2 separate regions of the Anas platyrhynchos genome follow, and region 1 is linked to region 2. A link is a contact called in public Hi-C data. All regions are on one chromosome and are shown on one strand. Each heading gives the region's core, a stretch centred on a gene start, on an enhancer-like site or on the middle of the called end of the contact. The rest is flanking DNA. Distances are from core to core; before and after follow the strand shown. Region 1 has its middle 32 kb from the start of MANSC4. Region 2 has its middle 21 kb from the start of PTHLH.

Region 1 (6,225 bases), core at 2,758-5,257, 51 kb after region 2:
CTTTCTCTTTATGGTATTTTTCAAATTAAAAAATTAATAATAATAATAACAAAACAAAGCTCCGTAGGCCCTTCAACACATAAAAGAGCTGCAAGCCCTGGAATATGCAAGGAGTATTTTTTAACATGCTTGGTCACAGATAAATTGCTTAAAAGGTTACAGATGAAAGTCCTTTCTTCAGGAAACTGATAGAGCCGAACAACAGCTCTTGGATACCTTTGCTATTGAAAAGAGCTGCCAATGTTTATTATTGCACATGTCTTTTGTTGTCACAAACAGTTCAAAAGCATGCAATTAAGTTTACGTTAACAGAACGATAAGCCAGTAAGAGAACAGAGAGCGACAAGGATGCCGCAAACTGAAGGCTTTGCTCCTGGCCCATTGGGAATGCTTTCAAATCACAAAGCATCAGAGGAAAGTAGTGCTAGAGGCAAAAGCAGAAATGAGAATAAGCTTAAAAGTTAAGCAGAGCACAACCATGCTTATGTGTACTATTATTGTGTCTTATGTGAGCACTGTTATCACATGCCTATAATGACATCATGATAAAGCCACAGGCAAATACGTCATATTTTTGCCAGTGATTTCCAATCTCTGGAATATTTTGACTGGAGGTAAAAAGCAAAGTAGATCGCTCATCTTCCACAGCTATCAAGAACTGACCTTCTCTGAATTTCCTTTGAAGACTCTACAGTCCAGCAAGAAACATGTTTCGTGCAATACATGTATCTTTAGCTGAGGAAAAACAGAGTCCTCACTATAAGAGGTGAAGTGGAAGACTAAGGCAGGGAGTACAGACATATGATTAAGCCCAGGATACAGACACAACGTAACACAATTGCCAAACTGCCAACAACTTAATGCCTTGAGAACATGGGATTTGAGAAGCCAGGTCATATCCTGTTTAGGAAATCTGCACCTTGCAACTCTACCAGTGTGTTTTAATGCAGATTGTCTCTTTCCTTAAACAGGGAAATTACTGTTACTGAAAAGCCTAAGAAAAAACATCTCCATCATGACCAAGAGCAGCACAGATATACAATTAAAATAAGCTCCCACTCACTGGAGCTTTTTGTTTCAGAGAAATAACCTTTTAACTGAATCAAACCTATGTATTTGTTCTAGATAGCAGGTTATTTCATCTGTGATGCACCACTATTGCAAAAGCAGGTTGCGGAGTTCGTGTAGTAACACCTAGCATCAACTTCTCCCCCACCTCTGGGGAAGTCTACATCTGTGTTGTATAATTAGATAGCTATTTAAATATTTACTAAAGGAAATGTATTATATGATAAATGTTTATAGAATGCTTGGTATGCTTTTCAAAAGCAGTACACTAAAAATGTGGAATATGGGAATACAGTTTATCCTAGGTGTATGAGCTTTATTTTTTTGAAATATTCTTATACAACACGAAGTATGACTTTTTAAAACATTTGACAAACAGAAGTTTTTGTCAAAACCACATTTGGAATTGAAAGCTCATGTGGGACAGCATCCATCACTAAGAAGTTATTAAATCCATCCTACCTAGGGTGTATAACCATACAAATTTTGATTTTTTTTCTTCATATTTTTCAAACGGTAAGAGTATTTTAACTTCTTTGTATTTTTATGTGCTCTGTTAAATTTGTAGTTAGGCATTCAAAGTCAGCTTGAATCAGAGTGGTTATTTGGAAAAGGGAGTTCCAGCTCTCTCTTAGAATCAACTTTCCTTAAATTTAAAGGAAAAGCTTTCCAGAGTGTAAGAACAATTCTTGGAGTAAGGGCCTGCCCTGCATGTGTATAGAAAATAATTTGTATATATATACACAGACCAAATTGACCAGCAATGGAACTACACCTTTCTACAGACCATTATCAGCTGGACAGCTTGAAGATCTCAGATTCTGACACAAAATATACCCTGGCACCATGGCCAACCAGAGCTGGCTGAAATTCATGCAGAAAAGGAAAAATTTACTCCTAGCTCCACTGCACTGCTTCCACTGAGGCAGTTTAATTCCTATCCCCCCAAAAAATGAACAAGTCCACTGTGTCACACTTACAGGGTTATAGGAAACACATCTTTGCTTCCCCCACCCAGCCATATCTTACTGCTTTAAAAACACTGCATGGCATAAATCAATGATTCACCTTGAGACTTCTGCTGTGGGCACCCCTAACAGTCTCTTTGTTTGTATATTTCCAAAACACAGAGACCTGCAATGGCAAAGCCTTTGAAATGGCTTTTCCATGATCAACGAAAAAATACCCTTCACTACTCTGTCACCTTGTCAACTCTTAGTAGCAAACCATCAGCTAAATAATTTTCAAACCTATTGGCAAGTCTAGGATTTCATCAGCAACATAGCACATGACATCAAAACTGATATTTGCAATACAGATCTGAATCACAAATGAATAGATTGCTTCTTATAATAGACGTGCATACATAAAATGACTGATGCTTGAAAGTGCAGTAAAGAACTTGGGTCCTAAATATTCCCTAATAGTTGCTGCTGTCAAAAAATAATGGAGAGATGGAAGCGTAAGGCTTACCCCCTCTTCCCAAAATCATCTGCAACATACGAGAGATTTGCCTGCCAAAGAATACACAAAAGATGGAAGAGGAAAAGGAAGGGTGAAGAAGGAAAAGACATATTTCAGAATTTATAAAACAAACTCTGGCTGAGAGGAAGTAGAAAAGCAGGTCAACAGATGACCACACTCAGAGAATACAGAGTTAATAAAAAGCATTCAAATACTTTAGTAGCTGAAAAAGATTAGAGAAAACCTGGACAAAAACAGTGTGCATCCAAAACCAAAAGTGTGTTTATCACTTTGTTGTACAGATAATTTCCAGCTATTTCTGTTTCTCTGTCTCTCTCTCCCTTTGTGTATGTACTCCCTCTTAGTTGCTTAGCTTAATGCTTAACTAAATCAATGTTGAGAGGTTTCCCTGCGTCATACTATCCTTGTTTACTGATTACTGTTCAATAGCTCTTAATGGACAGCACACATATAATATATTTACCAATCTCTTATCTAGAATACACTGTACAAGAACTGTGGTGATTTGAACTGGAAGAATTGTACTTCCACACTGGAAGTGAGGTAAGTGCCTCACTATTTCTGTCCAGATAACATGGCTTGAGGGGAGACTACCCAATTTAATATGCTGCATTGAGCAAATAGATGTTTTACCACTAGTATTTTCAAAGTTGCAAAGCATTCATAAGAGGAAGATACCAAGAAGATACCATATTTTTTTTTTTTGTAAAATTTACAGAAATGGCTCAGAGTCATTGACTATAACTTCTAGATGCTTAATTAGAAACACTTCCAGAAAGCACTAAGTGCCAAACGTATGAAACATCAATCTGTGCTCAGGTGTCTGAAATGCAATGCCCCAAGGTTAAAGCATTGTAGATCATGCTGAAAAACCTCTTCCCCTTTCTTTCCAAATCTACATCTGCACCTATTGAGTTGTCATTGCTGTACATGCATGTGAGCATTACAATTAACAGCATAGTCTCTACCCAAATTCACATTTTCTTTGCACCAAAACATTCCTGGACTTCTTTTGTTTTTAAAACACAAATTCACTTTGATTCTGATAAAAAGGCAGTTAAGTCTGGCTATTACTATGCACCACCCATGCTTGCTATAGAGGAACTCAAATCCCAAACTTGCTGCCTCTGAAGAAAATCTTACAAACTCTTTTAATACCTCCCACAGAAATCAGGAAAGAATTAATGGGCTGCTGAGTTCCTAATACGTCCCACCCTATGGCACCTGAAGGAAGTAGGTGTTAGACTGGCAGAGAAGATCTTGACAGGGTGAATATCACCTTAATGATGACAAACTGAGAGGCCTGAATCCAGCAGAGACTGTTCCCTATTAAAATCTCCCTTTACTGAAGAAAGTCTAGCAGAAAACGAGTGATTTTTCTGGCTGCCAGTGACTTAGGGGTCCCTGATCCCAGGTGGAATGGAAGTATTTGCTTTTTTTTGACTTCTGTTTACCATTGGAGGGGTGAGGAGTCAGCAGAGTGCTGGGCCCAGAAGGGGTAAAGGAGTTTATGTTCCTGTATGTTTATTTTGGACTTCAGGGGCCACATAGAGATTCATGCAAAGCAGCTGGCAGAAGATGATCACTCTGACTTGAAGGTGTTGGAAGGTATATGGATCAGATGAAAATCCACAGGGAAACAGTGTCAGAATTCTTACAGCATTTGCTACTCCTACAAGGGATGTTCTAGGGACATTATGGCCACATTGGTCAACAACAGACACTCCTCAATATTGCAGACAGTATCTACAACTAATCTTGAACAGCAAGTTCAACAGTTCAGTCTGTGTCTGTTGAACTACAGTGACAGTAAAGCTCATGCCCAATTCCTCACAGATAGATACAAGAACAGCAGGTTGTAGGACAGAGAGCTACTCTTGCTTCATGAGATGTTTTGCAAATACTCAGAGGACACAGCATTAACAATATTAATTGAAAGAGCTCTGTAGTTGAAACAGATTTAATGAAAAAAGCAAACAAGAACAACAATAAAAAAGGAAATAATACATAGGAAATGGAAACTTAAACATCCCAATTAGGCAGGTATTATATGTAAATAGATTGGGATAAATATTTTATGAAAAACAGAGTTTGGTTATCCCAAATAAAGTCTGCCAATTTATTTTATTTTGGCTCAAGAAAATAAAAAGTTACACAAACAAACTGAAGAGAGAAGGGACTATGTTTGCTGGGAAATTTGCCAATGTGATTTGGATTCAAGTTCATCCTCTTCAAGGATCTGAGCGCACTCCCTGGGATACGCCCTTATCTTTTCTATACAGGTTTAGCCCTGAGGTGGGTTGCTCTCAAACTGTTCCTGGAGCTGTTTCACCTTTCACGAATATCTGTCAAAGTTCTAATCCTTGTGCAAATAAATCTTGTATTTGTATGTTGACAATGTGAAACTGGAATGATAGTTCTCTGTTCCACATGACCATACTCTGCATTTTGTTGTGTATGGCATTATTGTAGCATGTGATAGAAGGATCCAAATGCCTATAAACAAGATTTTTTAAGAGACACTGTAGAAAGAAAGAAACAATCTCATAGCACCATGATCTAAAATAATAAAAAAAAAAAATAATCCCCCATACTAAGCTTCTTGGTACAAGAAAATGTAGTCCAGGACACACAACAGTGCTTTGCTGTTCAGAGTCATGAAGTATTAACAATGCTTTCTCAGTAACTCCCCAACAGCATCATTCCAGAGATGTTCACCTTCTCCCCAAATACGCTCAGGAAAACATCATTCTCCTGACTACTTAGAGTCAGTATACTTGAAAGATTTGTGTTAACAGGGACAGACAACACTCAGCAGAGACTGAAATGTAACACAAAAGCATACAGGTGGGGCATAACTGAGATCATACTTTATGCAAATTCTCCAAGTCTTCAGTCTATGCCTCTTCTTTCATCAGCTGGTTGCACAGTTAGCATCTCTTCAGATTCCTTCAGAATTAAAGAAAGAGGCATAAAATATGTGCCTAATTCAAAGCTGACTCTTTTTTATTAACATCAAAAGGCTTTGGATCAGGCCCTAATAGAAAAAAAAAAAAAAAAAAAAGAAAAGAAAAGAAAAGAAAAGGCTCTCCACAAGACTATTGTGCATTTGTAATTAGATACACAATAGGTCTTTTGTGATTCCTCTCCTTGATGCACCTATCATTATACATATGTTAGGAGATAACATGTCATTAAAGAGTCATAATGTCAGTCAGAGAGTCATACAGAAGCCGAAGGTATTTTCTTTTGGCCTGCCAAGTAGCACTTCTGATAAGAGATCACCTGCCCAAGAACTGTGCGTTCCTATCTCACCACTAACATTTTCTTCCAAATACACAGATGCCTTGCCACAAATTATTGTGGTTGAAAGGGTTTGAGTTGCAGGGGAGAGAGGGGAAGAGGGAAAAGGGAGTTGTTATTTTAAAACCATTTAAAATTTCTTCTGCCTGCTTCTACATTTGAAAATTGCTTATGCCTGGAGGTTAGAGAATGGCTATTCCTAAGCATCTGTTTTCTGACTTCATCTCCACCCCTGCCACCCAAAATCATGTTTTTATGGGCTTCAGAGCAGTTATGAATTGCTAATTTACAACTGAAAAATACACATTTCAGATGACATAGCATGGTCTTCACAGAAATTCAAGGCCCTACCTGTAAAAGGGTAAAATT
Region 2 (5,810 bases), core at 2,375-4,874:
ACTCTGATATATTTCAAATTTTCACTCTGTTGATCACTTTACCTGTGTTCACAAACATGTTCTGCTAAGCATTGTCCTCTTTCATTCACCCTCTTGTAGCTGAGAGGACGTGGAAACACAAAAACACATCCAAGTAAATCACTGAGTGCAGTTAAACGTTTATCTAAGTAAAAACAATTATTTTTCCAATAAGAAAAAAAAGTGGCTGTATACCACTTTGTCAACAGTTCAGTTCTGTGACCAGATAAACCCTCAGTGTCAAACACAAACTGCCCCAAGTCTCCTCTCATCCAGACTGGCACTCATAGGGGTGGTGACTCAACACTATAAGAATTGGGGATATTAGCAACCGATTCCTCAGTCAGCCTCTTAGGTCAGTCTGCTTTTGCAATTCTGAGGTCAAACAGAGAAGATTTAGTGCCTTGCTGTACCCACTTAAAATGTCTACTATTTTCAGTGCCAGCAGGTAAAAAGTGTCTGTAAATAGATTCTTTTCCTTTCACATTTCTCCAGATCCTGTTCCAATAATAACCAAGAGAGATTTACCAGGAAAACACAAACTTAAACTTTTTCATAAGACAAAATGGGCTTATCATACTTTTGTGGACAATAATGTGTCTTCTTATTGAGCAGCAAGGACAGCCTACTCACACATATGAATTCACAAGAGATAAAGTCTCCTTGTAACTCATTAACTATACTGAGAAGTTAGCTTAAGTGTACCTTGTGTTGGTGGGCTTGTTTTACAGCCTCAAGCGATTTGAGTCTAACACAACAATACGAGTCCCACAAGATTACTTACAATCAATCTGTATGGAAGTATCATAAGGCCTCCTTGACCAGGGAGGGTCTGATGCCATACATGAGTACTTGGTATTGCAAGCATAGATCACAGAGAGTTTCTACACGTTTGCAGGATATAGCGTCTCTCAGTCACACACAACAAAATTGTGGCAATGCACAGCATTTGTAAAACTGAGGAGGTACTCCTGGGAAGTACAGAGGCAGAAGTACCTGCAGTGCTGGGACAATCAGAAGGCTGGTCTGCCAGTACGCATGGGTAGCACAGGACAGCAGTGCTGACAATCACTTGGATGACAGTTCCAAATGCTAAGTTCTAAGGAACTAGCTCCAGTATAAAAACTCATAAAACTTAGGAGGTTTTTAAGTGTGAAAGATACATAGTGTCTGTTCCTTAAAAGGCCTCTTCTCCACTAGCTTGGCTGTTGTGCAATGGATAAAGGAAGTTCCTTACAGGACAGGATAGAATTGCTTATATACAGAAAATGTTATCTACATTAATGAAATTCAGATGACATCAGCTGCCTCCTCCCACCACCTTGTTTTTTTGTTTTTGTTTTTGTTTTTTACATTGCACTCTTACATCAGGACTATGTAAGGATAAGCAGATCCAGAGTTCTCAGCTTTGCTCATTTTCAGAGACTCACTATTGGCAAAAGAAGAGAACAAAAACATTAAATAAATATAGCACAATCACTAAGACTGTATTTAAGTTAGTCAGATAATGACAAGATGACATGGGGTAAATACTAAGAGTTAAAGAGCAGCTCTAACGACAGATGATCCATCATTTATAGTTAATCCATTTAAGAGACATTTTTATCAGGCAAAGATCAACCCACTGGGACCATTAATAGTTACACTTATAAAAAAAGACAGCAGCCAGAGATCAACAGAGACAGACATAACAAGAGTTAGTCTCACAGTCCAAAATCACCAGTAAATTTAGAACACACTTACATGAACAATTTGCTGTGCATGTCATTACTTAAACAGCATTATAATACGAACATATGCATGCATAATGAAAAACAACTACAAGAATCTAATTAAAAGTCTCTGGAAAACAAGACCTCTGGAAAATATGCAGCTCATCCTAGGTGATTTTTAATGCATTAAGAGAAAAAAGAGCACACTGGCAAGTTGCCTGAAGCTGGAAAAGAGCAGTCCATGATGTGATCCCATTTGTCAGAGTCTAGGTAGGATTATATGAAATAATCTACAGTGTTATATACAATGTCTGTTAGGTATTGTGAAAGGAATGCTTGTCTGGGTGCACTATAAACACCCTGCAGAGCTTTTGTTGATGTTAGCAGGAGCTATCCTTGGGACCAGTGCCCATGCATCAGACCTGCTACAGGCTGCACTCACCCACTCCCCTGAGCTCAACACAGGCATATTCAGCTTGTCTGAGGGCAGCTCCTTCATGCAACTGGAAAAAAAAATATCTGTAGCTAGCACACAAACCAGAGGTTGATCTCACTCTAGATTCTTGGGAGTCATCCTGCATTTCACCAATATTTTCCCTTCTGCCACTAGACAGGACTAGCAAGAATGAGGAAGATGAGCAGCAGCAGATGAGATACATGGCTATGTCAGAACAGAAGTCAAGAACACAGACACTTCCTACCAACAAAATTTATGTGCAAACTTGTCATGATATTGTTTCCAAGACCAGACTAGCAATTCATTTATGGTCATTTTCTTTAGCATCCAGACTTCTGCTTCTGTTGGACTTGATGAAATGAGGTACCACAAGAGGCAAAGCTGTCAACAGACTGTATGTATCAATTGCAAGGGCTAGTCAATATGGTAATTCATGGCTTTTGATGACCTTGGGCAGGCAGGATAATCTAGGGTTATATTAAACTGCCCTTAATCAGGCAAACCTTCCATTGAGTTCAGTAGTTGTTTTGCGTGCTTAAAAAAATATTCCCGAGGAGCCTTCAGATTTTGTCAGCAATTGTGATTTGTTTTCAACACAATTTCTCTTCTTGTCTGTAATGATCTGTCTCTTCTTTTCATACAGAGGTATCCCAGTTCTAGCCTCTGATGCCCTTCCCCTTCATTCCTGTCCTCCAGGACCATCCCATGGGCCCTCTTTTGAGAACAGATTTATATGCTGTACATATAAGGTGAGCAGGCTTATAGCTTCATAGCTTCTGGCACAGGGTACAAAGTAAAAGCAACAGAAACACTGACATATGCAGCTGTTTTTTTAAATCAGGGAAGGCCAAGCAAGGTGACCGCTGCCAGCCAAGTCTGAATGTATAAAGAGAACCACTTCCAGAGAGAGGGCTCACAAAGTTCTTGAAAGTGGGACCACCTCAGAGATGAAGTTAGTCCCTCCCCCCCGTCCCCCCCAGTCCTCCCTGACCTGCTTCAAACTCAAGCAAATCAGTTTTTCCAAGCCTCTCACCCCTTCCCTCCCCTTGAGCAGTCTGATTTTTCTATGTGAATATTTTGGCAGATCTCAGAGCAGTTTTACTCATTCACTTAATAGTCACAAATAATGGCTCTTTTTCACCAGCTAATTATTTCACCAGTCTCACAGATGCATGCCTTTCCTGAACATCTATCAAGGAGGTACCTGGTGCCCACATGAGAAACAAAAATTTAATGAAAAAAAAAAAGATGCATTCTCATTTCTTCCCTTCAAATGGTTTTGTTCTGTGGTTGCTAAAAAAATAATAATAATAATAAAAAAAATAGTCCCATGTATTTAGGACAGTTTACAGGACATAAATGAAGAGAACCACTGGAGGTCACTGTGACAGAAAAGGAGAACGTGTCAGATGAAAGCAAGACCTCCAATACACCAACCACCCGCCTGACGTGGTGGTGGTGGCAGTTGAAAGGGTGAGAAAAGAGACTGCATCTCCAGCCTGCCTTTACTGGCACTGACTGCAGAAGCAAGGCCTGAGACGGGGCTTATGTCCACATCAAAAGCTTGAATTCTGACCAGTTTTCTCTCTAAAGAATCTCAAACTTTTATCTACTGTATATACTTACATATTTACAGCCTTCAATCTAACAGTGAAGTGTCCTGGCCTGCTCACAACCTTCCAGATTGGTGCTGTGCTGAATAGACACTTTTGTAAAAAATAATGTTGTGTTATATCTTACATACATAATACCATTTTGCTTTCAGACATTCAGGGGGATGTTAACCAAAGGCTGCTGTATGCAGTACATGGGATTTGCTCCTAAAAGGAGAATCACAAATTGGTTACCAGTGCTGCCAGCGCTTCAACCAGAACTGCATAGCTTGAAATCCTTGTTCACTTTATTAATACATGTGTAGGAGGGAGGGAAGGAAGCACAGTGAGGGCGAGGGGGGCAAGGCAAGAAACATCATGCCTTTAAAATGTAGGGGATCATTCTGTTTTTTTTCCACCCTTCCTCCCAACAGCTGTTAAATCCCACATTTCTCCTGAAATGCCTGCTGCCTCTGCGACAGAGGTATGCATAGCAATCATCACTTGCGATGGCTGAAATCACTTGGCTGGACCCACAGGAGAGGAGGTTTGCAAGTTCATTTGGAATAAGAATCCAAAAAGCTATACAAGCTTTTTTTACTATTATTATTATTTTTTTAATTATTATTATTATTTTTAATTTTCTTGCCCTTCAGAGGCCCCCTCTTTCGCCTGCAGCTTCCTTTCCTTTCCACCCCATAATCTCTTTCTCCCTCAGATGAATTTCCACTGTGCCCTTAATCTACCCTGTTGCCCTCCACAAGTTTCTGGTAACTTCAAGTTCAGTACAGAATACCTTATAAAAGGAGAAGAAAAGCAAAATATCTTCAATCAAATAAAAGAACAAAAATGAAGCTCTAAATGCTACATCTTGCAAATGATACTTCTTCAAAAGCAGCTTTCCTTTCTGCCCTGTTTTTTGTGTATGGCTGTATGTATTTTTGACTAATAACTATGCATACATGCACATGCACGTACGAGTGTGTGTGGGAGTGAGAGCCAGAGAGCATATAAAGGGTATTTGGGGATTCTTTGGTTTTGGACTCACACACAGACTTGGGGGAAGCAAGTTATAAACATATAGGTAGATCCAAGAATGAATACTTTAATATTTGCAGATCTTGACGACTGCCAAATGCTAGCATTTCAGGGATGCATATTCACATGCAGCTGGCGACACAGTTTGGAAGATACCCAACATTTTGCCAGTTAGGTTCCAGACTTGAAAGATCTTAGCAGACCCATATCTATATTTCAATACTGAATAGGGAATGTTTCCCCTTATTCTCATAAACTAATAAATAATAAATCATACTAATTAACTAATAAACAAGCAAAATATCTTGCTGAGAATAGGAGAGGGGAAATAAATCCTGGTCTTTCTAGAAATAGCAAGTTATTCTTCCCAGGGTCTCCATGTCAACCTGCTAGCTCCCTAACCTGGAAAAAGACATGAAAGTTTAAGCTCAATAAAAATCAACACAGAGTCCCTTTGGGACGCCTCACCTTCATGATACCTTCTAGGTATTTACGTTAAATGGTTTGGTGCAGCTAGACTTCTTATTTAGTTTCATTTTCTTAAGGCTATCACACACTCTACCATTCCTTAGCTTGTTTACTGCTAGTCTCACCAGTAAGCCAAGTGCCAGTTTTATTTAATTTGTTTTTCCAGTGGCAGCAACAATCTGTGTGGAAAGCATAAACAGAGGGAAAGAATCTGGAATCAGCAAATGGTGTGCACAGCTGCACACCATAATTTTTGCTAGTGAAAGTTTTAATTCAGTTCATCAGAAGAAGAGCAGAAGAGTTGGAGGCAAAGAAGAGGTGGAGTAGTGGAAGAAATACAGCAAGAGGAAATAGTAAAATCCAAGGCAGCTGGAGAATCTTGGAGTCATCATAATTAAGGCCCAACAGGTTACAATTCCTCCAAAATGAGAAGTCAAACCCTAAAACCTGCCAACAGGTCTTGAAGAGGGATTGCTCAAAGATACAATTCTCAAGTACATTGTAATGGAAACAGGAATATTGCAT

The links. A called contact is a pair of places that touch in the nucleus more often than the background predicts.
Region 1: a Hi-C map of skeletal muscle shows a contact between it and region 2, with 3 times the contacts expected there. The contact joins two enhancer-like sites. A contact is called at or near these places in 4 of 8 Hi-C or Micro-C datasets (F1 follicle, F5 follicle, liver and 1 more).

Annotation. Positions count from the first base shown.
Region 1 is chr1:69,490,659-69,496,883 of IASCAAS_PekinDuck_T2T, forward strand. No RefSeq gene overlaps it. Among named protein-coding and RNA genes, the nearest start is that of MANSC4, 32 kb to the right of the region's middle. Within about 2 kb of position 4,008, at least 1 of the 8 cell types and tissues checked has an H3K27ac peak or open chromatin away from gene starts, as enhancers often do.
Region 2 is chr1:69,439,722-69,445,531 of IASCAAS_PekinDuck_T2T, forward strand. No RefSeq gene overlaps it. Among named protein-coding and RNA genes, the nearest start is that of PTHLH, 21 kb to the left of the region's middle. Within about 2 kb of position 3,625, at least 1 of the 8 cell types and tissues checked has an H3K27ac peak or open chromatin away from gene starts, as enhancers often do.